Linked DNA regions of Ovis aries: region 2 is linked to region 1. A link is a contact called in public Hi-C data. All regions are on one chromosome and are shown on one strand. The core of a region is the stretch at or near the end of the contact, and the rest is flanking DNA. Distances in the headings are between cores, read along the strand shown. Region 1 has its middle 80 kb from the start of LPIN1. Region 2 holds the start of TRIB2 (tribbles pseudokinase 2).

Region 1 (4,435 bases), core at 999-3,498:
GAGGAACTAAAAGCCTCTTGATGAAAGTGAAAGAGGAGAGCGAAAAAGTTGGCTTAAAGCTCAACATTCAGAAAACTAAGATCATGGCATCCAGTCCCATGACTTCATGGGAAATAGATGGGCAAACAGTGGAAACAGTATCAGACTTTATTCTTTTGGGCTCCATAATCACTGCAGATGGTGACTGCAGCCATGAAATTAAAAGACGCTTACTCCTTGGAAGAAAACTTATGACCAACCTAGATAGTATATTCAAAAGCAGAGACATTACTTTGCTGACTAAGGTCCGTCTAGTCAAGGCTATGGTTTTTCCAGTGGTCATGTATGGATGTGAGAGTTGGACTGTGAAGAAGGCTGAGCGTCGAAGAATGGATGCTTTTGAACTGTGGTGTTGGAGAAGACTCCTGAGAGCCCCTTGGACAGTGAGAGCTGACAGTGAGAGCTTCAGCTTCAGCATCAGTCCTTCCAAAGAATATTCAGGACGGATTTCTTTTAGAATTGACTGGTTGGATCTCCTTGCAGTCCAAGGGACTCTCAAGAGTCTTCTCCAACACCACAGCTCAAAAGCATCAATTCTTCAGCTCTCAGCTTTCTTTATGGTCCAACTCTCATTTCCGTACATTACTGGAAATACCGTAGCTTTTACTAGACAGACCTTTGTTGGCAAAGTAATGTCTCTGCTTTTTAATATGCTGTCTAGCTTTGTCATAGCTTTTCTTCCAAGGAAGTCTTTTAAGTTCATGACTGCAGTCACCATCTGCAATGATTTTGAAGCCCAAGAAAATAAAGTCTGTCACTGTTTCCATTGTTTTCCCATCTATTTACCATGAAGGGATGGGACTGGATGCCATGATCATTTTTTGAATGTTGAGCTTTAAGCCAGCTTTTTCACTCTCCTCTTTCACTTTCATCAAGAAACTCTTTAGCTCTTCTTTGCTTTCTGCCATAAGGGTGGTGTCATCTGCATATCTGAGGTGATTGATATTTCTCTCGGCAATCTTGATTCCAGCTTGTGCTTCCTCCAGCCCAGCGTTTCTCATGATGTACTCTGCATATAAGTTAAATAGGCAGGGTGACAGTATACAGCCTTGACATACTCCTTTCCCAATTTGGAACCAATCAATTGTTCCATGCCCGCTTGTAACTGTGAGACAGTGGCTTGCTACAAACCAAGAAGAGAGGCCTCAAAAAATTCAAACCTGCTGACATCTTGATGTTGAATCTCCATCCTCCAGAAGTGGGAGAAAAATGAATTTCCGTGGTTTGAGCCGCTGGCAGAGGTGACAGGAAATGTGAGTTTCCCAAATGGGTCACTGGGGGGTGATAGTGAGCAAAGCCAGTCTTGTGCCCATCTCTTAGTTCCTGGACCCAGGTTCTCTATCTCTTCCACAGCCTATCTCACTCCAGGGACTATATTTGTCTGCCTCCTCACACTCCATTGTCCAAGGGCTCCTGGGGGCCAGCTCTGTTCTCATTGCTCTCTGCACCTTTCAGAATTCACAGTGCCTGGGATACAGCAAGGGGGAAGAATAGAGGAGAAAAGTGTTTTCTCACAACCACAAACATCATGCCTCCAACAAAATATCAATTCTCCGGGCTTCAAACCTGACACAAGGACAATGGGTCAGAATGTTAAATTGGGACCATCCCAAGATACCTTCGGGGATTCCCCCGTAGCTTGCAATGCAGGAGACCTGGGTTCGATTCCTGCATGGGAAAGATCCCCTGGAGGAGGAAATGGTAACCCACTCCAGTATTCTTGCCTAGAGAATCCCAGGGACAGAGAAGCGTAGCAGGCTACAGTCCATGGGGTCGCAAGAGTTGGACACAACTTAGCAACTAAACCACAAATCACCACCATAGGATGCCTGTAAGACAAATAGCTACTCAATTTGGGGTAGTTCCTTAAAGACCCGGAAAAATTTACAATACCAGCAGCAGCACATGTGTGGTTGAGAAGAGGGAGAGGGATGCCAAAAGCCAGGGTATGCAAGGTAAAACATCAGACGTTGAAGATGAAACCCATTTCCTTGCCAGGCAAGACTCCCCTTATGAGGGAACTGGGGCTGAGAGATAATCACCTAGGATCACAGCAGAGTCAGGTCTCTGTCCCCAGGACCACATCAGGTTCTGGGAGTGGGAGACAGGAGGGCAGAAAGAGTAACAGTAAAAAGAGCTGGACAAGGACGGGCTCCCTGGCCACAGCCAACTCCGGACATCCTGCCTTGGCCAGAAGGGGCCTGGAAAGGAAGCAGACACAGAACAATTAGGAAAGGTCTAAAAACCACAGGAGTTTGATGAATAAAGCCAAGAGGCTGCCCAGTGATGCAATTCATGGGAGACAAAAAAAAAAAAAAGAAAGGAAAGGAAAAAAATAAATAAGAAAAAAGAACTCTCCAGTCCTACCCGGGAGCATTCATCATTCAGCATGACCTTCCAGGAATCTGCTGACAGACACACAGTGTTCTGTGTGACTTTCTGCCTGGGTCCTGGAATGACTGAGAAAAGGAGGAAGGCAAGGAAGGGGCTGGAAATGGGCCGGGGGAACTGGGGAAACGGGAGGGTTGGGGAGCTGAGGGAACCCTGTTCCCAGCACTGCCCGTTGTTGGGCGCCATCTGCTGATGGCCTGGGGAACTACATCCATCTCCCTGCTCAAAGTTAAACGTTTCAGAGAGAAGGTACAAGTCAGAGGAGAGGAACAAAAAATTAGATTTCCACCTCTGATGAGCCACAAGCGTCCATGTACTTCTAAGGTTACATTCATGTTAGGTGAGAATTGTTCTGCTTGTTTTACACGTGGGAAACTGAGGTTCAGGGAGACAATCCATTTCACCAAGGGCGAGGCAACCAATGCGTTGTCATTGAAAAATCCATTCTCTTTCTGATCTCATAGAGCCTGGAATCATTCCTGGAGTGTAAATGCTCTGTCAATGAATGACTGGACAAGGCTTGAATAACTGAATCTTTTTGCAGTTTGTCTGTTTGAATCCAACAAAATAAGAAAAACTAAATGCAAAAGTAAGAACAGCAGCTCTGTTTGTCAGAGGCGCTCAGGAAATGCCCAGGGCTTTATCATCCTCCAAGATGGCAAACTACGTCAAAGCCTGGGAGGGATCTGATTTCTTTCTGACCTCTTCAGAGTACTGAACTATCCTGCAGGGACCACATCAGGAAGAAGCTCGAGCTGCACCGGGTTGCAGGGACGTGAACCAGTCCCAAGTAACAGGTGGCAGCCACCCCAGAGAGTTCTGAAAAAAACATTCACTGCCATCACAGCCTTACTCCAGTCACCTCTTTTTCTCCTGTCCCAGACCAGGACCCTTCTTCCTCTCCAATGTCTAGTGGGACTCAGGCACATCCGGTCTCTTCATGCTAAGCCCTACCTACCTCTTCATCCACCACCACCACCCCCCACTAGTTACCACACTCAGCTTTCCTACAAACACAGAAGCATGCCTACCTATCTATACTCCTACACACAGGCAAAAACTGCACAAATCGTGGACTCCAGCACAGAAACCTCAACATTCACAGACACACTGGAATCTGACACATCTTTGAATCTTGGCAGTACTTTTCTTTCTCTTGTTCTCTGGCTGAGATGACTAGTCTTCTCAGACAAACTCCTATTCAACCTTCAAAGCCCATCTCCCATTTCACCCCCTTGTAAAGCACCACCCCTGACCCAAAGTACACTCACTAGTTGTTCTCTTCTCTGAATACCCAGGCTTTGTGCATATTCTATATACTGCCACACATAAAGACCCTTCATGGATCATGGCCTTGTCATGGCAAAGGAGCATGAGTAATTCAAGGAGGCTATGAGTCATGCCATGCAGGGCCACCCAAAGTGGACAGGTCACAGTGAAGAGTTCTAACAAAATGTGGTGCAGGGGAGGAGGAAATGGCAGACCACTCCAGTACTTTTTTCCAGTAAGTATGTATGGATATGAGACTTGGACCATAAAGAAGGCTGAGTGCCAAAGAATTGATGCTTTCAAATTGTGGTGCTGGAGAAGACTCTTGAGAGTCCCTTGGACTGCAAGAAGATCAAACCAGTCAATCCTAAAGGAAGTCAACCCTGAATATTCACTGGAAAGACTGATGCTGAACTTTGACCATCTAATATGAAGCGATAACTCATTGGAAAAGACCCTGATGCTTGGAAAGATTGAAGGCAAAAGGATAAGGGGGTGGCAGAGAATGAGATGGTTGGATGGCATCACCGACTTAATGACATGAATTTGAACAAACTCCGGGAGACAGTGAAGGACAGAGGAGCCTGGCGTGCTGCAGCCCTTGAGGTTGCAAAGAGTCAGACACAACTGAGCAACTGAACAACAACAAAAAGATTAAGCACTCTCTTCATCTACACACGCCCTGGATAGAAGGAGATATTTAGAAAGTGTTCATTGAAAGAGTAAGGAAAAGAAT
Region 2 (4,872 bases), core at 947-3,446, 800 kb before region 1:
GTGGCTTTGATTTCCGCCCCCAACCTTCCTTTCAAGGCTCCAGGCAGAAGGAGGCTCTTTGTAAACTCCTTCCCCGCGCTGAGCCCCTGGGCTCAGCCAGAGGGGACACCTTTGTGCGTCTCTTTTAAAGGGCACCTACGGAACAAAGGTTCCACACCTGCACGCTGCCGAGAACAATGGCTGCGAAAGAAACCGAGGCATCAGCGCCTAGAAATTAGCCGGGGGATTCCCTACACGGTGCTGGCAGGGGAGGGGGCTGGACCCAGGGAGAAATCCCCGGGCCGCGGGACCCGGCGTAACGCAGAGGGGCTCCACGAGCCGAAGCGACCACGCGTGGTCGTGGCCCCCGCTCAGTCCCGCCGCCTTCTCCGCGGCGGGCTCTCCCCAGAACGCCCCCGCCGCAGCCCGCCCCATTGTCTGCAACGCTCTAAAAACTTCGCGACTAGTCGAACGCGAACAAATAAATTCAGAACCCCATTTAACAAGCCCACGGATAATTAATCAGGCGAATCTCCCTCCCCCGGACCGCAGGGCTCTGCAACCTCCCGCCCCCTCCCAAAGGCCGGGGCATCTTTTCAAAAGACAAAACAGCCAAAAGCAAACCCCGGGCTCTTTACCTTGCACACCAGCTCCTCTCCACTGTGCAGATGCACGGCCCGAAAAACGTGGTCTCCCTCCAGGGGTTCCAACAATAAGTATTTCCCAATGCAAGAAACGCAATGCGACAAGTTCGGAGTCTCAGGCGGGCTCGGGGAGCCGAGGTTCGGGCTGAAACTCTGGCTGGGTTCGGCAGATCTTATAGACGACAACTCCTCGAAATCCTGGGTTTTGTTCCGCGATCTCCCATATCTTGCTATTGTGATGGGGGTAGACCTGTGTATGTTCATGAGTGTGGGGATCGCACTCGACAAACAAAAAAAAAAACCGCTGGAGAGATGAGTCGCGGGCGAGTGCGGCTGCAGGCGCCTCCGTGCCACGGATGTTAAAAGGGATCGAGAGGGGAGGGACGGGAAGGGGGCTACGTGGAGAAAGAGTTAGAAGCACCCACCAAACGGCAGCCGCCGGGCACCTCGTCTGCTCCGAGCCCGACTCCCGGGGGGTCCTCGGTCGGCGGCAACTCGGGTCCTTTTGTTACCCCCAAAGCCGCCAGCGATTTGCAGAATCTTCGCACTTTTAGTTTCTCTCTCGCGCTCGCTCCTTTTGCAGCGTGGATCTGGACTTGTAACCGGATTGCTAAGGTGAGGAGCTGCAGCTCTGGGGCTCCCGAAGCAGTCCCCACGCAGGCTCCCGAGGCAGACGGGGCGGAGGAGCCTCGCTGTAGTTTGTGCAGTCTTCGGGGAGCGCACACGGCCGCCGCTTGGTCTCGGCGCGTTAGAAACCAAACAAAAAGAAAAAGGAAACAAGCCCGGGTACCGGCTCGCGCCGCACCGCAGACTGAATCCGCGCTGCACCCCCTTTTTTGGTGGAAAGGGTGGGGGGCGTGGAAGGCGGGCGGGGGGGAGGTTGCCGGAGAGGGTCCGGAGAGGGTAATTACCTACGTTTTAACTGTAGATGGCGTCTGAGGCTTTTCCAAGATCGCTAGAGCTCTCCAAAATTTAAACAAACAGACAAAAAGAAAAAAAAAAAAAAATAGCAAGGGAGCATTTAACTTAGAGCGGTCAGCGCTGCCAACAAAAGATTGCAAAAGCCGGGCACGGAGTTGCGGGCCGGGCTCAGGTACGCGACAAAGCCCAGGGCTTGGCCCGCCGGGCGGAGGTCAGCACCGGCTCATGCCGTCGCCGCTCCCTCGCGCTCTGGATAGGCCTCCGGAGAAAGCGAGAAGTGCGCGCAGGAAGGACGAGGGTAGATCAATGGTCTCCGGTGTCCCCGACACGAGCTTCCGGGGGTCCTCCCGGCGCAGGAAAGGGATGCACCTCCAGCCCAGTCAACCCACGCCGTCTCCTCTCTCGCTCTTTTCACTGGATCGCGCCTTGGAATAATTTGCCACCGCTCCGTCACCCCTTACCCTCAACCCAAACTGCCTGGCGGGGTTGTTTGGAGAAAATTGACGGCTTCTCTTCTTCTTTGATTTTTGTTCTTCCCCCCACCCGGAGGTTAAGAGAAACGTGTATTGGAAATGGAAGGGGACGGCCGACGGTGCCCGAGGCCAATCCCCGAGCTCAGCACGCCCGCATCTCTCGGCGAGGCGGTATTAATAGTTACTTACGTGGCCGGGGATCTCTGCGCGAGCGGGGCTGTGTGTGTGCGCGCGCGCGCCTCGCTCGCGCTCGGTCTCCCCATTCAATGTCACCGACACATTTCCACTGAGCCTCCGCCCCCCTCTCCCCCCCAACTCCACCACCACCCGGCGGCACCAGCGACTGGCTGAGCGCAGCGTCGGCCCCGCCCCGCCCCCGCCCGGGGCCCCCCCTCATTGAGCCGGAGGCCCATCAATCAGCCTCTCCGCTGCCAGTCCTCTGGCAGCTCCCCGCGCCCGCAGGCGGCTGCCACTGCCATTGCAGCTCCCGGCTCCGGACGCGAGCGCTCGCCTTCCCCCTTCCCCCCCAGGATGGCTCAGCCCGGGTGAGGTAAACAAAGTGCTTTATCCACCCGGGGCCCGGAGCCGGTGAGGTAGCGCACCCCGCCAGGGAGGGACTGTCCCGGCGCCGCCACCGGCTAACTGCGCGCCCTGCTGCAGGCGGCGGGGCGACTTCTGCCCCGCCGCCAAGTCCCTAAGAAGCTCCATCAGTGACGAGTGGACTTCCTAACTCGTTCATCTTCCCGGGTGCTCCTCCCCAGCAAGCTGGGCATCCTCTGAGCGTTCGGACACCGCTGCTCACATAGCTCTTTTCCTTGGAAGATGTGCTTGCCGCACCGAGTTTCAAAAATCAGTTTCATTATCTTTTTCCAACACTCTCCTCCCCGTATAAGAAAAAACGGATTGCTTGCTTTTAGTTGGTGTCCCCCTCCACCCTCCACCTACCATCAGGCTTTTAGTATTTTTCTGCCTGCCAAATACCAGCTCAAAGACATCTTTTAACTCAGACCGCAGGTAATCACTAATTCTTCCGCTCCCAAGACATGCCCAGAGGGCTTTGGCCCAGGCAAACAGTGCTGGCGCATACCTTCTGCGAAGCTTGGGGCCCCTTCAGTCCGAGTCCCTTTCTCTTGTTCTCTTTATGTTTCCTCCCTCAACACACGTGGACCACAGAGGCACTTGGCACTGGAAATCAGATGAGGGCTGCAGGTTCACTCCAGTTATTCCCAATTTCCATAAGAGGTGCCAGTCCTCTGATTTAGGCTAGAACTTGAACAGAGGCCTGGACTGCCAGGCCTTAATCTAATGTATCCTGGTAAACCAAGCAATCTGATTGGGGACCAAAACAAACAAACAAACAAACCCAAGGGGCTGAGAAAGGGGAGTTTAGAATACTCTGAACTTTTATACCCATGTATGCATATTTTCTGGAGAAGGCAATGGCACCCCACTCCAGTACTCATACCTGGAAAATCCCATGGACGGAGGAGCCTGGAAGGCCGCAGTCCATAGGGTCCAAGAGGGTCAGACACAATTGAGCGACTTCACTTTCACTTTTCACTTTCCGCTTTCATGCATTGGAGAAGGAAATGGCAACCCACTCCAGTGTTCTTGCCTGGAAAATCCCAGGGACGCGGGAGCCTGGTGGGCTGCTGTCTATGGGGTCTCACAGAGTCAGATAGGACTGAAGTGACTTAGCAGCAGCAGCAGCAGCATGCATGTTTTCAGGCTTCCCAGTGGGCACTAGTGGTAAAGAACCTGCCTGCCAATGCAGGTTAGACTTGAGAGGCTTGGGTTCCATCCCTGGGCTGGGAAGATCCCCTGGAGGAGGACATGGCAACCCACTCCAGTATTCTTGTCTGGAGAATCCCATGGACAGAGAAGTCTGGTGGGCTGCAGTCCATAGGGTCGCACAGAGTGGACACAGCTGAGCAGGCACATGCATATTTTCTAGTCTGCGAGGAAAAGCGGACTATATCATGTATTGCCCGTGGCAGGACACTTAAAAAAAATATTTACTTGGCTGTGTCTGGTCTTAGTTGTGGCACCATGTGGGATCTTAGTCCTCCCCACCCACCCAACCAGGGATCAATTCCCTCCACCCATCCCCTGCATTGGAAGGTGGATTCTTAACCACTGAACCACCAGGGAAGTCCTTGGTAGGACACTTTTGAGTCACAAAAAGAGAGCTCTGTAGGATTATGACCACTGGGGCATATTTGCAATTTATGATTATACACAAACTCCAGAGATAAGCCATTCCTGGGAGGTTGGCAGAAGAGAACTTAGACTGTATGACAGGCCACCACAGGGCCACTGGGTTTGAAAAAAGGGTCAAGAAAGTGCTCCCATGTCTTCTGACTCCCTCTCACCAAGTGACTTCTGGAAGACCTTCCTGGCACTCAGTCCCCCACACTAGGGCGACTTGTGTGTTCCCCCAGGCCGTCACCACGAGTGGTGAGCAGGATCCATTCATGAATCTTGGCCCATTGAGGCTCCTCTGCTGGTGCTCGTCTCAGGAACAGGCCTCTGTTCCTCCACTGAGGAGTCAGAAAGAAAGGCACCAGCCTCCCTTGCCAGTGGCCACCAACAGTGCTTTGTAACTAGGAGTTTAGGAGACCCTGTTCCAGCCCTGTCTGGGCCTCTGATATCCAATGAAAATTGAGTCAAGACATTTTTTTTTTTCTCCTCCCTGGCTACCCCTTTTTTCAGTTGTAAAGTGAGAAGCCTAACAACCGTCCAGCTCAGCTCACGTGACTGCTTTAGAATTATATTTTTCAATTCCAGGAAATCTATGGTGGTTTACTATAAGCCCGGCCTAGGATGGGTGTTAAGGATCCAAATATGAGTAAGAT

What was found. Hi-C and Micro-C count contacts between places; a contact is called where the count stands out from the background.
Region 2: a contact with region 1 is called in a Hi-C map of tail adipose tissue, with 5 times the contacts expected there. The contact joins the promoter of TRIB2 here to the enhancer-like site in region 1. A contact is called at or near these places in 8 of 16 Hi-C or Micro-C datasets (blood, liver, mixed tissues and 3 more).

Annotation. Positions count from the first base shown.
Region 1 is chr3:20,749,679-20,754,113 of ARS-UI_Ramb_v3.0, reverse strand. No RefSeq gene overlaps it. Among named protein-coding and RNA genes, the nearest start is that of LPIN1, 80 kb to the right of the region's middle. Within about 2 kb of position 2,248, at least 5 of the 54 cell types and tissues checked have an H3K27ac peak or open chromatin away from gene starts, as enhancers often do. A contact at or near this core is called in tail adipose tissue, where this site is marked.
Region 2 is chr3:21,550,130-21,555,001 of ARS-UI_Ramb_v3.0, reverse strand. It overlaps TRIB2 (tribbles pseudokinase 2), which reads right to left and starts at 2,196. Exons shown (of 3, transcript XM_042245801.2): 1 at 618-2,196. The coding sequence starts at 887.